6 separate regions of the Mus musculus genome follow, and all the other regions are linked to region 6. A link is a contact called in public HiChIP or PLAC-seq and Micro-C data. All regions are on one chromosome and are shown on one strand. The core of a region is the stretch at or near the end of the contact, and the rest is flanking DNA. Distances in the headings are between cores, read along the strand shown.

Region 1 (2,700 bases), core at 117-2,616, 910 kb after region 6:
AGGCTGTCAGATCCATCCTCTTGGTGATGGGCAAAGTAAGGTTGTGAATTAAATAGAGGAAGCCATTGATGACAACACCCTGTCCAATTGCATCATACGCCAGACCCTTCCCACCTCCCCCTGTATGAACATTACTTAGAGAAAAGCCACTGCTGATCTGTGAAGAAGTGCATGTCTCCAGACAGCAGTCACACTGTCAGTCAGGAAGAACACAGGCTGATGGTCTCTGTGTCTTGTTCTGCTGTCTGTCCCTAAATTATAAACCAGCGATGCTTCAGAAATTGTCTGTCTGCCCAGGGAAAAACCACTCTCTCCCTGCTTAATGCATTTTTAAATGCTCACACTGGTGGGTCCCGGAAGAGCCACCCCTCCCATTTAGTTATTAAGCCCCGTGTAGCACAACAGGAAAGGGTGGCCATTGTGGGGTGGGGTTTGTATCCATATCTGTGCGGCTCATATGCGGTGCTAGTCTGCTTCCATGCACCACACAGCTTTCCTGCCTGCCAGGGGCAGGAACCTGACTGGATGCTGACAGCAGGATGTGTGTGTGTGTGTGGGGGGGGGGGGGATTCTGAATCTGAACCAACCAAATTCATAGAAACAGAGATAGATAGTGGCTGCCAGGAAGGAGCCCAAGAGGATGGTAGTGAATGGGGGGGGGGGGTGAAGGGGGGAGGGGGGGTCCACGTCTCAGCTATGCAGTCTGGCCTTGTCCTGATTTGCTATACAGTGGTCCAGACCCTATGCTGTACTGAACACTTGCAATTCATCAACCAGTTAGATTCGAACTGTTCTCGTCCTCGAGGCAGGGGTGGGGGGTGGGGTGAGAGATGAGGGACGTGCTAATCATCTTGGCAATGGTGATTATTCTGAGTGTGCATATACTGGGCCATGAAGTTGGTGGTCTTTAATAGGGGGAGGGGGGAGGGGGAGGAGGAGGAGGAGGAGGCGAAGAAAGGGAAGTTTGGGAAAGGACGAGGAATGGGGAGAGGAGGGAAGGCTCTGGGATTCAGACAGGCAGAATGAAAACCATAGCATTGCCATCTTCCCACTGTGAGAGGCTAAGCAAGCGGCTGCACTCTCCAGTCTCCAACATGATAGTTTCTGCATGACGAGCTCACTGTGGGAATCAAATGGATCAACACAAAAGACGTGAGTCCCACCGGACAATCATTAACAGTTCGAATCTTGGGAGCCCAAGCCCGCCCTCCACCAGGGCCTCTGACCTTGAGGACACTCAGCCTCATCAATACCCCGCCTCCACAAAGCAACCCCCACACCCCCCCCCTGCTTCTAAAAGTGATGGGGCGTAAAACAGAGAAGAAGAGGAGGTGAGGGAGGGGGAGCCAGGAAGAGGCACATGGAGCTCTGCTTGCTCGCTTGCTCATTAACAAGGCAGGCCTGGTGATGTTCCCTCTCCAACAAGGTTCAGAACTTGTAATGGCAGTTGCTTAGAAACCAGAGCCACGGAGGGGCTTCAGCTGCCTTCCAGCAATCACCCTAATTGGGATGTGTACAGTACTGTTTGTTGACGCGCCGCGGGTTTTTCTTCTTCTTTCAGAAGAGACTTGGTCTTCTTGTACAAACGCTGACTCACAGTAATTAAAGCGTAGTTCTAAGCCAAGGCATCTATCTGTTAACCTGACTGAGGAGAGGCTGGGTGGGGAAAGCAGGGGAGGGTGCAGCCAGGGTGAGCATCCTCCTCCAGCAAGACCAGCTAAAGTTTCTGCCACTAAAATCATTATGGAGTGTTTCCAGGGACTATGGTGTCTTTGTGGACAAAGTGTGTGTGTGTGTGTCTGTCTGTCTGTCTGTCTGTGTGTATACATACACACATGAGCTCAGTGAGGTCACAAAACTTGATACACCCATGAGATATGGTAATGAATCAAAATGTGACACAGCGCCATGTGAGCATGCTGTGTGACCTGATGTTAAAGGCTGGATCTGGCCGGGCAGTGGTGGCGTACACCTGCCTTTAATCCCAGCACTAGGGACACAGAGGCAGGTGGATTTCTAAGTTAGAGGCCAGCCTGGTCTACAGAATGAGTTCCAGGACAGCCAGGGTTATACAGAGGAACCCTGTCTCAAAACAACAACAGCAGCAACAACAACAACAACAAACCTACTGTATTTTGGGCTGGAGAGATGGCTCAGTGGTTAAGAGTACTGACTGCTCTTCCAGAGGTCCTGAGTTCGAATCCCAGCAACCACATGGTGGCTCACAACCATCTGTAATGGGATCTGATGCCCTCTTCTGGTGTGTCTGAAGACAGCAATGGTGTACTCATACACATGAAATTAAAATTTCCTAGCTGAAAGTTCTGCCTCCAGTCACAAGAGACAGTTGGACTATGTCTCTGACAGACAACAAAGATTCCCGGAGGTATGAGGAAAAAAAAGGCTGCATCTTCCTTCCCTTAGGGGGCTTGGGCACCACCTGTGGTCATGGGGCATGAGGGAGTCAGTCAGAGACTGCATCACAGCATAAAGAAGTTACTTCCCTGAGTGGCATGCAGAGGGCCATTCCATTGGAACATTTCCCCCCAGTGACTGAAAAAGCTATGTATAAGTATATATTGGTTTATATATATTTATGTATTTGTTTTTATATCTTATATAATTTGTGTGTATGTAAATATATATCCACACACATGCAGGTGTGTGTGTGTGCACGCGAGCACGTGCGCACACCCAGCT
Region 2 (2,700 bases), core at 18-2,517, 730 kb after region 6:
TCAGGACTACACAGAGAAAAAGCACAACACAACAAAACACCCAAATTGTGGAAGGAGCATGGAAAATAGCCCAGGAGCACTCTTAGTAAACGCTTCGTGCGTTGCGTCTTCGTACCAGCTGGGTGGGGTGGTGTCTGTGTATCAAGTGCTGAATAAGTGGGCAGGTGGATCGCCCGTTCTCACTGACAGACTTGGGCCAATGGGAGACTTTGTCTCATTCAACAAAATGGGTGGTTCCCGGGGAACAACACACAAGGTTGACTTGGGGTCTCTATATGCGTGCGCACCACACGTGCATGCATACTGGCACCCTTACCTAGCATGCACCCACAGAAACGCACACACACACAGACACAGGTACACAGAAACACATATTCACACACACATCATGTTGGGGAATAGTCTTTACAATCACAAGGAATGAGTCACATCTGCTTACAAATGGTGTATGAACGCTATGATGCCATTTAAAACCCCCATAGAAACGAAAGCCCTAGACAGACACGGGTATCATCAAAGATGCTTCCGTGTAAGGAAGGGTAGATTCATTGGACGTTTTAAAGTATGTTTTCTAATTTATCAGCGATGCAGATGTGGTGCATGTTTTCAAGAGGAAAAACAGAGAACCTGTTCTTCAAGAGAAGAAGAAAGTGAATACTTTGGGGCTCATGAAATTTCTGCTGTATCTACCCTGGCTTAACTATGGTCCTTCCATTTTGTTTTTTTTTTTTTTTTAGCACCTTAGAAGGCATTATGCGAGCTCCACATGACCACTTGGTAAATGTACAGACAGGGAGGTCACCCAGATATCTGTGACCTTTGTTTGAACATGGAGCAGAGAAAGGAGAAGAGGTTGCCCTCCTGATTCCCAACAATTTCCCTTCCTTTCCCGAATTATGGGGATAGCCACGAAGCTGCCCTCCAGCTCCCAGAATCCTTCACATCGAAACCCCGCCCTCCAGCTCCCAGAATCCCTCACATCAAATCCTGCCCTTCAGTTCCCAGAAGCCTTCATGCAAAGTCCCTGTCAATCAGTGCTCACCAGGACCACAGCTCATCTTTCATTTTTTTAAACTTGCATCTGTATATGTGTGAGAATTTATTTGGGTGGGGTGAGGGGGTGGGGCACACATGTGCACATGCCTATGGAGGCCCTAGGTCAGCTGCAATTGAAATTCTTCAAGTGCTCCCTACCCCCGCCGCACCCCTCCCCCTCCCCATTTGTTTGTTTTGAGGTCTCTTGGTGACCTGAAAGTCACCAAGCAGGCTGAGCTGCCTGACTATCAAACCACTGGGATCCACCTGTTTCCACCTCCTTAGCAGTTGGGGTTGCGAGCCTGAGCCAGCTTTTTTAAAACATCGGTTTCTGGGAATGGGACTCAGGTTCGAAAGCTTGCCAGGCAAGCACCTCACCAACTAAGCTGGTTAACGATGATCTAGGAAGACCATCTTTGCAGGGAGTCGGGAGAGGGAAGAACGAACAAATCAGTAACCAGGACTACGGACTTGGAGTTCAAATCCCCATCTGCCTTAGATGACGCCTTTCCCTGCCCGAGTGAGAATTCCCAGCTGAGGAAAATTCCTATTCTAAGTTCAAATCTCACCCCTCCTTAGGTTGAAGAATTGACCTTGGGGAAGCCACTTCAGCCGTCTTTTTATCATTATCCTCATTAAAGGGATCCTGTTTTTGTTTTTAATGGTGTGTGTGTGTGTCTGAGTGTGTGTATGTGTTCTGTGTATGTTCAGGTACCCAGGAAGGTTAAAAGAGGGTGTCAGATGCCCCGGAACTAGGGTCACACATGGTGGCCAGCCTAATCATAACCATATTTTCCTATCCTCTGAAGCGTTAACTCCAAGTGAAGACTTTTGAAGTGGGATCTAACACTCCCTGGACTTCCACAGAAATCAGAGTATCTCACCACAGATGGATACCTGGCTAAAAGCCAGATCAGCAACACACGGGTTTGCTGAACTTGCTGGACTTGGAGATGGATGCTCTAATATTCAATGAATATGAAAATGGCCTTAATAAATTCATCTTAAATGTACTCAGTGAACACACACTCCTTGGCAGCACTGTAAGCCCCATTTGTCGGAAGCTAAATATTGCGGGAGGCTGTTTTAGCCTTTGTACGACTGCTTGCTCCTGGAGAATATCTTAAACAGGATATTGGATGTAATTAAAACACCTTGAATAATTTCATCATAAAAGTATTCAAAACATATAAAGTTACTGAGTATTATCGCTGAGCACATTAGTAGTGCGTTCTGATGGATCCTTGTCACTGACTTTATTTAAAAAAAAAAAAAAGAGTATATGTCTTAGTCGTTAACGTTTGATAAGAATTGTCCTTAAAATCGGGTTCTGAAAAAATAGGCAAATTTAGCGAACTTGATGGATTGATCAGTGGCATTTTGAGTCCCTAGGGAACTATGATGGAATGGTTTTTTGATGGACTGGCAAATTCTCTCATGATGACTACAGTGTCCCCCGTGGAGACTTGAGGAACTGCAGCCAGATTCATCTCTGGTAGACTTCTGGAGAGCCTGGACCCTTCAGCGCTGTGGAGCACCCCACCTGTTCAAGCTCCTGAAGATGACGGCCCACATTTTAAGATGAGCCTTCCTCTTCGGGCTGCTCAACATAAACGGCATTTTATGCCACAGATGTACACGTGATAGACTAAGCCGGAACGCAAG
Region 3 (2,700 bases), core at 199-2,698, 990 kb after region 6:
CTTTTTGCTGTTCTGCAAACAAGGAGACAGAGGCTCGAAAGGATTCTTCCACTCTTTTTAAATTTAAATTACATTTATGTTTTGCTTGTATAAGGTTGTGTGTATAGATGTGTGTGCATATGTTTGTGTGTGCACATGCATGCCTGCATGTGTGTGTGCATTTGTGCATGTGTGAGCATGTGTTTGTGCATGTGTTTATGCGTGTGTGCGTGCCTGTGTGTGTGTGTGTGTGTGTGTGTGTGTGTACATACACATAGGCCAGAGGTGAACATTGAGTGGCCTTCTACCACTCTGTCTTTTTCGTGTGCTGCTAGGATAAAAACTACTCTACCCTGCCAGGGATGGTAGTGGACACCTTTAATTCCAGGCCAGCCAGAGCTATGCAGTGAGATCCAGGCTCAAAAAAAAAAAAAAAAAAAAAGACAAAAAAAGAATAAATAAAACGCTGACTAAAAGCAACTTGGAGAGGAAAGGGATTTATTTGGCTTGCAGGGAACGGTCCATCATCATGAAAAAAGTCAAGATATTAACTCTAGGCAGACACTGAAGCACGGGCCATGGAGGAACTCTGCCCACTGGCTTGCTCTTTATAAATCACTCAGCTAGCTTTCTGCTGCAGCCTCGGACCACCTGCCTGGGGACAGCACCCTCACAATGGATTGGGTGCAATCCCCCACAGACATGCCTGGGGTTACAGTGGTGAGAGGGACTCCTCAGCTCCGTCTCCCTTCTCCCAGGGCTGTTCAGGTTTGTGTCAAGTTGACAAACACCATAGCATGCTTCACATTTAATATTTTGAGACAGGGTCTCTCACTGCACCCGGGGTTTGTGGATTCAGCTAGGCTGGCTGGCTATCAGGCTTCTAAGCGCGCCTGTGTCTGCCTCCCAATGCCGGAGTCTGTGGCACATGTTCCCCACCCTGGCTTTTTGACATGGGTGAAAGGAGCTGGACTCAGACCCTCACGCTTACACAGTACTGACTCCCCAGACCCTGAACTTATTTGTAACTGATTCCTAACTACATAAAAAAATTGAAACTGTGCATACTGTGCTGGGTGATTTTTATGTGTACGTGGTACTGTGTTCAATCACAAGCAAACACAGCTCACTCCTCAAATGGTTTATCATTTATAATAAAAATGTCCCAAACCCTTCCTTCCCTGTTGTCTTTTTAAGCAAACTGGGTCATCTGTAGCTACGGCTGTCCTGAGTGTGCCACCCTAGAACTCCGTACCTTCATCCAGCTTTGGATCAGAACAGAGCCCTTTGGTCCACCTTGCCCAACTGTGGTTGGCGCTTGAAGTCTGGTCTCCCTGATGTTCACCGCATCTCTCTGAGGGAAAATGGAGCATTACTTTATTTATAATCCCCATTTTTTTTTAATTAAGCATACAAAGACACCGACGATCTGTGGCAGAGCAGAGTCTAGAATGAGGTCTGTCTAGGACAGGAAATAGCCTGAAATCACAAGACTTTCTGCTTCCTCCACGCCAGACTCCAGCTCGGTCGGTCTATTGCTCGTAACTATGGCGCCATCTAGTGGCAACTCTTAGCACCACTCTCACCATGCCCTTGAGCGAAACCTAAGGGTCTTGCCCAAAAGGGAAGGCAGAGACTGTCAACAACAGTAACAAGTCCTACATGCTCAGACAAGGAAGACGGTTTGTTACTGAAACATGACCCGGAGCAAAGAGCAGCAACACAAGCATCATCTCCAGTCTCTTGGGCTTCAAGAGCCCCAGGGAGAAATCTTTTTGGAGTGAACAGCTTCATCAGAATCCGAGAGAACAGCAACAATGTATCTGGTCCCCAAAGTTGCCATCCCGCTAGACTTCACAAGCCATCTACGTTGCTGCTGCGATGGAACTGTATCTTCCCTAGAGAAACACTTCCAGTAGATATCGGTGGAACTTTCTGTTTATACAAACAGTTCTTTTGTTGTTTATTTGGTTTTGAAGCCCAGCGTTGTGGGAGCGGATCTTGAACTTGCTTATGTATCTGAGGCTGGCTTTGAACTCCTGAATCTCCTGCCTCTATCTCCCAAGCACTGGAATCACAGGTGTGTGTACCACTATGCCTAGTTACATAGCCCTTATTTTTTTAAAAAAAATCCTATAAAAAGCAAACCACAGGACATATTTAGGCTAAGAAGTCAGAGTTTGGGGACACCTGCTTGAGGGTGAGTTTAAAGAAGACGAGTTTCTATTCTTTCCAAAAGAACACACTGGGAGAGCTGATGAAGTGAGATAACTTCAGCATCTCTTTAGATATTTAGAAAACGACAATGGCTATCTTTTCATGGGAAGAGAACAGGTGCCCCCGGGGATCAGGGGGGCTTCACTGGTGTGAACTAGATAGCATGCATCCCTCCCATGCTCAGACCTTCTCTCACCGAGAGCACAGCTACAATGTAGCCAGCATCGTGGGGCCTTCCCAGAGATATCCCATCAAGCACCAGCAAGGGACGATGATGTACGAGAGAGCCAGCAGGCTGTCTGTGTGTGCCGCATGCCAGGTGTTGCAATAAACCAGTGGTTCTCAAGCTTCCTAAAGCTGTGACCCTTTAATGCAGTTCCTCATGTTGGGGTGACCCTCTTCCCCCAATCATAAAATTCTTTTCAGTGTTACTTTGTTATTGCAATGTGCCTCAGGTACAAATTAGTTCATGGATTCTGCTACTGTTAAGGAATTGTGATGTGC
Region 4 (2,700 bases), core at 153-2,652, 520 kb after region 6:
CACACAAACTCCTCCTGTAGCCTCTTCCAGGCCAACGCTCACTCCTTGTTCCTGTGTCCCGGCTTCTCTTGCCCCATCCTGTCCTCCTCTCCCCTACTCTGCTCCCCCCTCCGTGTACCTCCTATTCTCTTACAAAGGACTTACTTACAAAGTTCGCACTGATGTTGGGGGTGGGGGTGGGGGTGTCTTCGCTCCCCACTGCTACTAGGTCAACAAAAATTAGAGAATTTTTTCTGCCTTCAGGGTGGAACCCGGTGTCAGTGCTTGGAGGTTTGTAAGACTTAGCAGAAGCTCCTTGTAGGAGTTTCACTTTTAAACCCTGGCGGTAGGTGAAACTCCCAAGTATTAAAAGGCTCCAGAGGAGAAATGGGCTGGGGAAATCTCACTAAGATATCTTCCCTAAGAAGACCCTTACGGCAAAACGGGGAGACATTGTTGTCTACTGCCTGCGCATCTGGAGTTTGAGATTCTGAGTCTCTGCTGGGACTGGGAGAGTAGGGGGGAGGAAGAAGATGGAAAGACCAAAAAGTTACTTGTAATCCTCGGAAGCCCTCCCCCCCCTTCCCCCCTCAGTCTTTCTTTGCCAAATCGGACTGTTGTTTCACACCCAGGCTGCGGGTTCTCAGGGGGGTGGGGGAGGGGTGTTCTTTTGGAGGGCTTTGGCAGCGGGGACGCGAAGCAGGCCGGCTGCGAGGCACAAAAGAGATATCCTTTATAGCGCCGCAAGCACAGATGTGACGCTGCGCCCCTCTGCGGGTGGGGGCCGGCTCGACAGATGGCGAGAAACCGCGCTGGTGACGGATTGTCCGTCAAATGGCATTTTCGGGGTGGGGGGGTGGAAGAGCCCCCCAGGCGTAAAGAAAATCATAGGGGCACCCACACACACACACTTTGCAGACCTCGGCAGTCCATCCCAGAAGTGGGGTGGGTGAAGGCAGGTTGGCGTGGGTGGATAGGTGGGGCATTTTTTAGTAGCTCCCTCAATGGAAGATGCTCCCCAAGTCTTGCAAAAGGATAGGGAGGTGGCCCAGGCCCGGGAGTGCGCATGTAAGGGTTGAGGGGAAGGCCTGCGACGATGGAGGAAGGGTGAGGGCTAAGAGAAAGAATCTCCTTTTTGATTCTGTTTGAGGTGTTGGGGTCGCTTCTCAGAGGGGTCAGAGTCGCAACTCTGTGGCCACGGGGCCTTAGAGACAAGCGCTCGCCCCTCCCTTTCTCCTCCTCAGACCTGCGGGCTTTTGTTATGCAGATGGCGGCGGGAGGCTGAGCCAGAGAAGGAGGGGTTGCTGGGGAAGGAGGAGACGGAGAAGGGGAGGGAGGAAAGTACAGCTCGCGCGACCAGCCTCCCCTTCCAACGTCACATTGTGCAAGAGACAAAACCCGGGCGCGCCGGAGCTCACACGCGCACGCACGGCAGACGCCCCGGTCGCCTCCTCTCTGTTCTCTGCGCGGTAGAGAAAGCCGGCTAGCTTTGCTTCGCCGAAGACACGGAGCTCAGCCTGCTCCCAGCGCAGCTCAGAGCCAAGCCAAGAGGTGAACCCAGCCGGGGAACCACCTTCTTTCTCCGCTGCCTGCCTAACCCGAGACGTCCCGTTCTATCCCATCCCCCGCCCTGAACTCCGATCTCTCCCCACCCCACCCCTTGGGGGTTTCACGCGGACAGCGCCCCGGAGCCCAGGGCGTGTCATCGGGTTTGTAATCCACGTTTCAGCACTTCGGACAGCGCCCCAGGCTCCCGGGCTCCTTGGGCTTTCAGGATGGCTAGCCTGCAGCAGGGCGAGAAACAGCTGTTTGAGAAGTTCTGGAAAGGGACCTTCAAAGCAGTGGCCACTCCGCGTCCCGAGAGCATCATCGTCGCCAGTATCACAGCCCGCAAGCCGATGCCAAGGTAATGACCTCGTTCATGAGTTAGGGACACTGGGAGGTCCCCCCCCCTTTTCTTGCCTGTGCCCCAGAATCTTGACGGGTGGACGCAGGCAACTGGAACAGGGTGTCTGGACTAAGCCCGTCGTACCCGGTATCTCACGCCGGAACATGAGAAATTATCGCTTGTGTAAGGGAGAGGCTGTTGAAAAGGGACAGGAATTTTTTGACGGGGAACAACACTCCTACAGACTCCGCACCTCCTATGCAAACCCCCTTGCTTTCTTAGGGTGGGCGGTGTGGCTCGGGGTACGTACTTGACTGAAAACTTTTCGAGCTATCGCCAAGTGCATAGGTCAGGGGAGCAAAGCAGTGGTGGATTTGAGGTGTCAGGGGATGCTGTACAAGACATGAACTCAGCTCAGCCAGTGTTCAATACAAGCATTCTAACCCTTGGCCCAGAAACTAGCGGGTCTCTGAACATTTCAACAAAAGCCCATATGCTATTCCCTCAGATACGCTCGCTCCAAGCAGCACCCTCCTCCGTGTCTTAGCCTAAGCTGCTGCTCGTGTTGAATTCTTTCTTTTTCAGCACCCAAAACCAAAACTCTAAAGCTCAAAGTCAGCATGAAGATAATACTGAAAGTTTTACTTTATTTTATTTTTTAAGGATCTGGTGGCTTTGAACTTTGGAATGAGTTGGGGTGCTGGAGCAGTAGTTAAAAAAAAAGACAGGAGGGGAGAGGATGGGAAGAAATACAAAGGCAGGAGAAAAAGAAGACAAGAGGGGGTTGAGGGGGCACAGAGCCTTCCACAGCAGAGAAATACCCAATATTTTCC
Region 5 (2,700 bases), core at 114-2,613, 920 kb before region 6:
TCCCATGGCGACGAGCCATCTCCAACACTATTCACAGCTCTCCAAGGTGGCAACAGCCAAGTCGCCTGTGGACAACTGTATGAGAGGAGAAGAAGTACATGGGCATACTCTCTTGTTCCCAATCAAGAGAGGCTGTGGGGACCCTCACTGGCACACAGGGTGTTGACAATGTCATAGCCAGCACCAAAGCCACCTGGTCCACAAGTCTATATGTCAAGCGACATACCAGGTGACTCCATGGGAATGGAAAAAGACTCTTGCTGGGCAAGGTCCGGGAGGAGAGGGTAAAAATGGATAATGGGTGGGTACAGGGTTTAATTGGGGGTGATGGAATGATCTGGAAACAGAGATGGTGGTTTAGAACTCTAAATGCATTGAACCCAACCGAGTCGTTCACTTCACAGTAATTAAAATGGTGAGTGTGTATGTGTGTGCTTATGTGTGTATGTGTGTTTATATGTGTAAGTGTATGTATGTGTGTGTTTATGTGTGTATGTGTATATGTATTATACATGTGTCTGCTTATGTGTGTATTGCGTGTATATGTGTGTACAAGTGTGTTAGTGAGTGTATGTGTTAGTGAGTGTATGTGTATGTATGTATGTGTATGACTGTGTGTGTACAAGTGTGTATGTGTGTTATGTGTGTGTTTAAGTGTGTACATGTGTGTGTAGAAGTGTGTTATGTGAGTATGTATGTGTGTATATGTGTGTGAGTGTATGTGTTTGTGCATGTGTGTACATGTGTTTGTTATGTGTGTGTATGTATGTGTGAGTGAGTGTATGAGTGTATGTATGTATGTATGTGTATGAGTATATGTGTGTGTGCATGTGTGTACATGTGTGTTTATGTGTGTACACTTGTGTTTTACATGGGGGCCTGTGGAAGGGGTGAGGTCAACATCTGGTGTTTTCCTCTGCCACTCTCAAGCTTGGTTTTTGAGCCAGGGTCCCTCAGGGCACCTGCTTCACAGATTCAGCCTGCTAGCAGATTGGCCACAGAGCCCCAGGGCTCCTCCCGATTCTGCATCCCCAGTGCTGGGAATAAAGTACCAGGGAGCGCGAACTTGGATCCTCACAGGTGGCACTTTACCGACTGGGCCACTTCCCTGTCCTAAAATGGTAAATTTTATGTCACATGAACTTTGGCTTCAATTGAAAAGACAAATAAACAACAACAACAAAATCAGTGACTACTTAGCTGGATGGAGAAACCACAGCCGTTAGCCTGGCTGTGACTGGCTTGCTGCATGCCCTAGGCAACCCCAATCTTCAGGGCTGTTCGGCTGGCTCTGAGCTCCACAGGGAGGCCACCTGGGGCTCCAGACACAGCAGTGACTAATTCGTGGCTAGGGAGGGAGGGAGGGAGGCTGGGCTTCCGGGAGCCTCCTCGCAGGGGATCCTGGGCCAGCTGCCCTCTCTCGTGAGCACCCCTCCTCCACCTGCTGCCTTGGCAGCTTCAGCCCTGATACCCACTCACCCTGCTGCCATGGACTTTACAATCTACCCAGGATGCACCTGGCCTCTTTGAAGTGTTTTGTTTGGTTTGGTTTGGTTTTTTTTTTGTTTGTTTTTTTGTTTTTTTTCAAATTCAACCTGGAGCACAGACCCTCGGACCCTCTTCACACAGACTTCAGGCCGGTGCAAAAACCGGCCCCGAGGCAGAAATGGTCCAGCCCAACATCTCTGACACATCATCTACTGTCACCTGGGGCACCAAGGGTCCTGCTGGGGACACTGTGGGCTGTTTCTGTACAGAACACATCCTTGGGGGTGGGGATGGGGGTGGGTGGGGTAAACATGACGGGTGGATTGCCTTCCCCCTGCCACACATCCTGAGAGCTGAGCAATTCAGGGAGCTCTAAGAGTGGGAGCGCGCAGCTCTGAGCGCCACAGTTGGAGCGCACCGTCTTCCTCCATCTTTACTCTGCACTTTACATTCTCCTTATAGCTGGAATAGAGAGAGTGACAGCCTGCCTCCAGCGGGAGCTGAGCCAGGGCTGGGCAGGCAGCACACACCACTTGACTGTTGAGACAGGATCAGAGAGGCAGTGTGGCTCCCCGAGGGTCACACAGCTCTGGAAGGGTTGCTTCATTCCTGCCATGTGCTGGGGGCGGTGGGGGGGGGGCCACATTCCATTTCTGCATCACAGTGGAGCCGTTCAGAAGGGCGGGGTCCAGCTCCATCTAAGCAGACATTTCAGAAAGTGGGCGTGATGCAGCAGCATCCAGGAGACAGCTCAGCCTCGCCCTCAGAACTCTTCGCAGCCAACATATCTGAGGCTGAATCAAGAGGCAGGAACTTAACCTCACGTGCAACCGCAACCAGAATGAAATCAGAGAACCTGGCCGGGCTTCTGAGAGCTAGCACGGGCTCCACCTGGCACTCTAAACACGCGGCCGCTGGAGAAACCCAGCAGCCACCTCAATAACCTGCTAAGCTCAGAAGGCAGAGCTTTCCCTGAACAGGGAAGGCCTAGGTGAACACACCTGTAAATCCAGCATTTAGGAGGCAGAGGCGGGAGGATCTCCAGTAGGACAGCTCGGGGTGCGGGACAAGACCCTGTCCGGGGGAGGGAGGAGGTCACATCTATTTGCCAGAAGCAACCAGGGACTGAGACCCCCACGAGGTGATGAGCTGAAGTTGCCAGACAGTGTTAAAATGGCCACAGCACTGATGACAATAATGGCGGACCCACCT
Region 6 (2,706 bases), core at 152-2,651:
GATGTTGCTCTGTCCTCTTGCATTTGTCTTTCTGAGCACCTGGGATTATTGTTGTGAGCCACTAGGCAGAGACCATAGGTTTTTGCTGCTGCTGCTACTGCTTCTGCTTCTCCTCCTCCTCCTTCTTCTTCTTCTTTTTGTTTTTTGTTTTTCGAGACAGGGTTTCTCGGTGTAACCCTGGCTGTCCTGGAACTCACTCTGTAGACCAGGCTGGCCTCAAACTCAGAAATCCACCTGCCTCTGCCTCCCAAGTGCTGAGATGATTCCTCCTATTCCTCCTCCTCCTCCTCCTCCTCTCCACCTTCTTCCTCTTCCTCCTCCACCTCTTCCCTTTCCTCCTCTTCCTCCTCTTCTAAGCAAAACTGTAACACTATGTTTCACAGGGCTACACAGATTAACACATGGAGAGATTCAGTTTCATGGCTTGGTTTGTTTTTTTTTGTTTTTAAGACAGGGTTTCTCTGTGTATCCATGGCTGTTCTGAAACACGAATTGCAGACCAGGCTGGCCTTGAACTCAGCCTGCCTCTGCCTCCCTAGTCCTGGGACTAAAGGTCACTTTGCTCAGCGTTGGCTTCTGAATTTAAGCCAATGTAGTTCCTGGAGGGAAATGCCCTATTTACTCAAGTAAAAATTAGCAGGTTATTAAATTACTGTTTTAGGCTAAAATACCTTAAAAATTATGTTTGGGGAAGCACAAGGAAGTTATCCTGTGGACAGCTGTGGATCTGGGATGCTAGACTGACGCCACCGTTTTTTCTTTTTTCTTTTCTTGAAAGGAGAAAGAATGACAACTCTTTTGATCATTTGTAAAACCGGTAGAACAGCTTACCCAGTAAATCTACTCAAAAGAAAGTACTGGCAAGGCCTAGGGACACACTTTCACCTGACCGGTGGATGAAATGGCAACAACTTGCCTTTACCATAATTTTTAATAAAGCCCCCATTAAGGCAGGGGAGCAACCACGCACAACATTTTCTGTATCCCACACACTCTGGCTGGCCAGGCGTCCAAGCCCACCGCGGGAACCGTTCGTGCCATTCACCTGCATGAATCAGAGACCATGCTACCTATCCAGGGCTCTGCAAAGCCTCCGCCCATCAGGTCGAGTCCATCCACACTTTAGTTTTGACTCCAGGCGCCGCCTGGTGGCCACTGCCAGAAGTGCCACCTCCAACTCCGGGGTCCTGACTGCTGGCGCGGCTGCCCCTGGATATGCCTGACTCCAGAGACTCCCGCCTCCGCCCCTTCCGCCGTGGCCGATCGCGGATTCTTAAGACAGTGACGCCGCCGCGGCCGCCGTGTCAGAAACCGTGGAGCCCCGGCGTCTCACCTACCGTCTCGAGGACGGCCTGATCAGGCTGTCACCGAGCAGCCCACGACCCGGAAGTAGCCGGCTGCGCGAGGCCCCCGTTGCCCAGCGCGGGCGCCGGGGTGCGGGGTGGGGGGCGGAGCTCGGAGCCGAGGGGAGTCCCGGTGCCCGCGGCTCGGAACCGCGCGAGGTTGCGGGGCTCCGGGGACGCAGCCAGGCGGCCGCGATCTCCGCGGGACCGGCTCCGCCGCGGCCCCGAGGCGGCGACATGAGCGCCGCGGGGCTGCTGGCTCCGGCGCCGGCTCCGGCTGCAGCGCCGGCCGCCCCGGAGTACTACCCGGAGGACGAGGAGGAGTTGGAGAGCGCCGAGGACGACGAGCGCAGCTGCCGGGGCCGAGAGTCCGACGAAGGTGCGGGTGTGGGGACGGGGCCCGGGTGCGGGTGGTCAGAGGTCGCCAGAGCTCTTGCGAGCCAGGGGTCCCCAGCCCAGCGTCTCTCATTTCCGCACTCGGGTCGGAGCAATGCTCGCCCTGGCTTTCTCGCTCCCAGCTTCTCTCCTCCCACTGTTTTAATGCCCCTAGCTCCGCTTGGGGAGCCGGAATGGGACAGGCGATAAGTCTTCCTTTGGCCGGCACCTCTCCCCCGCCCCCAGCTTTGTGACCTTAAAGCTGTCTTGTTTACCCACCTCCTGCGTGGTAGCTTGGAGTCCTCATCTCCTAGGTTGGGAGGGGTTCAATGGAATCGTGTCCTGCCACGGCGAAGTGGGCGAAAGGGGAGGTTGGGATTTGTTTTCAGGTCCGAGTAGTCTGCATTTGCGTGATCGCTCCTCCAGCCTCAGGTCTCGATCCGGGACCTTGTTTATTTACCTTTTGGCGGGTGTGAGGGACACCCAGAGGGATTATTGAGGAAGGAGCTGGCTAGGTGGGGGAGAAGCTAGAAGCAGAAGGGGCAAGGGGAGGTCTTTGTATGGGCGGAGTGGACAGTATTCAGGCATAGAGTCGGGCTGTAAAAAGCCAAAAGCTACCCCCAACTGCGGGCAGGATCTTAAGTCTCTCAAATGCGTAGTAACATAGCTAGCTGGCTCTAGACAGGGCTTCCGTGAAAGTTCCTTCCACCGAAGGAAAGGAGGCGGCTTTGTGAGGACTTGGGTCTGCTCCGGCCTCAGTGCACGCAGAGCAAGTTATAGGAACTGAGTGCGTTTGTTTTAACTATGGTTAAAAAACAAAACAAAACAAAACAAAAACAAAATCAAGGTTTAACTAGGGATTTTTCAATGTGAAAGGTGCACTTCTTTTAATGACCACGAGGGGGTACAGCGAAGACAAAATTGACCCTCTTCACTCAGGCCATTGGATCCAGATCTTTGCTTAAGACCAGTTTAAATTAAGCAGTTT

Evidence for each region. A called contact is a pair of places that touch in the nucleus more often than the background predicts. HiChIP or PLAC-seq counts read pairs in DNA pulled down with a chosen protein or histone mark.
Region 1: an H3K4me3 HiChIP or PLAC-seq map of embryonic basal ganglia shows a contact between it and region 6, with 5 times the contacts expected there. The contact joins the enhancer-like site here to the promoter of Suds3 in region 6. A contact is called at or near these places in 8 of 115 datasets of contacts at active chromatin or transcription factors (differentiating embryonic stem cells, embryonic basal ganglia, embryonic forebrain and 4 more).
Region 2: an H3K4me3 HiChIP or PLAC-seq map of embryonic stem cells shows a contact between it and region 6, with 5 times the contacts expected there. The contact joins the enhancer-like site here to the promoter of Suds3 in region 6. A contact is called at or near these places in 1 of 15 datasets of contacts at CTCF or cohesin (large pre-B cells), 1 of 484 Hi-C or Micro-C datasets (embryonic stem cells) and 4 of 115 datasets of contacts at active chromatin or transcription factors (embryonic stem cells, large pre-B cells and stem cell-derived neural progenitor cells).
Region 3: an H3K4me3 HiChIP or PLAC-seq map of embryonic forebrain shows a contact between it and region 6, with 10 times the contacts expected there. The contact joins the promoter of C330018A13Rik here to the promoter of Suds3 in region 6. A contact is called at or near these places in 2 of 39 promoter capture datasets (embryonic stem cells and hippocampal neurons), 10 of 484 Hi-C or Micro-C datasets (the 3T3-L1 cell line, the C2C12 cell line, the MC3T3-E1 cell line and 6 more), 21 of 115 datasets of contacts at active chromatin or transcription factors (the NIH/3T3 cell line, the SCID.adh cell line, SST interneurons and 15 more) and 1 of 9 other capture datasets (liver).
Region 4: a Micro-C map of embryonic stem cells shows a contact between it and region 6, with 4 times the contacts expected there. The contact joins the promoter of Srrm4 here to the promoter of Suds3 in region 6. A contact is called at or near these places in 2 of 39 promoter capture datasets (embryonic stem cells and hippocampal neurons), 1 of 484 Hi-C or Micro-C datasets (embryonic stem cells) and 3 of 115 datasets of contacts at active chromatin or transcription factors (embryonic forebrain, embryonic hindbrain and forebrain).
Region 5: a contact with region 6 is called in an H3K27ac HiChIP or PLAC-seq map of thymic regulatory T cells, with 5 times the contacts expected there. The contact joins the enhancer-like site here to the promoter of Suds3 in region 6. A contact is called at or near these places in 2 of 484 Hi-C or Micro-C datasets (CD4 T cells and Th1 cells) and 2 of 115 datasets of contacts at active chromatin or transcription factors (pancreatic cancer cells and thymic regulatory T cells).

The regions. Positions count from the first base shown.
Region 1 is chr5:116,207,652-116,210,351 of GRCm38.p6, reverse strand. The region is part of intron 2 of Ccdc60 (coiled-coil domain containing 60); the gene reads left to right. Among named protein-coding and RNA genes, the nearest start is that of Gm36552, 16 kb to the right of the region's middle. Within about 2 kb of position 1,366, at least 43 of the 459 cell types and tissues checked have an H3K27ac peak or open chromatin away from gene starts, as enhancers often do. A contact at or near this core is called in embryonic basal ganglia, where this site is marked.
Region 2 is chr5:116,386,013-116,388,712 of GRCm38.p6, reverse strand. No RefSeq gene overlaps it. Among named protein-coding and RNA genes, the nearest start is that of Gm36841, 19 kb to the left of the region's middle. Within about 2 kb of position 1,267, at least 9 of the 459 cell types and tissues checked have an H3K27ac peak or open chromatin away from gene starts, as enhancers often do. A contact at or near this core is called in embryonic stem cells, where this site is marked.
Region 3 is chr5:116,122,362-116,125,061 of GRCm38.p6, reverse strand. It overlaps C330018A13Rik (RIKEN cDNA C330018A13 gene), which reads right to left and starts at 1,448. Exons shown (of 2, transcript NR_153384.1): 1 at 1,235-1,448.
Region 4 is chr5:116,590,519-116,593,218 of GRCm38.p6, reverse strand. Srrm4 (serine/arginine repetitive matrix 4) reads left to right here and starts at 1,402. Exons shown (of 13, transcript NM_026886.3): 1 at 1,402-1,885. The coding sequence starts at 1,755.
Region 5 is chr5:118,036,619-118,039,318 of GRCm38.p6, reverse strand. The region is part of intron 1 of Tesc (tescalcin); the gene reads right to left. Among named protein-coding and RNA genes, the nearest start is that of Tesc, 10 kb to the right of the region's middle. Within about 2 kb of position 1,363, at least 156 of the 459 cell types and tissues checked have an H3K27ac peak or open chromatin away from gene starts, as enhancers often do. A contact at or near this core is called in Th1 cells, pancreatic cancer cells and thymic regulatory T cells, where this site is marked.
Region 6 is chr5:117,114,688-117,117,393 of GRCm38.p6, reverse strand. It overlaps Suds3 (suppressor of defective silencing 3 homolog (S. cerevisiae)), which reads left to right and starts at 1,401. Exons shown (of 12, transcript NM_178622.5): 1 at 1,401-1,722. The coding sequence starts at 1,581.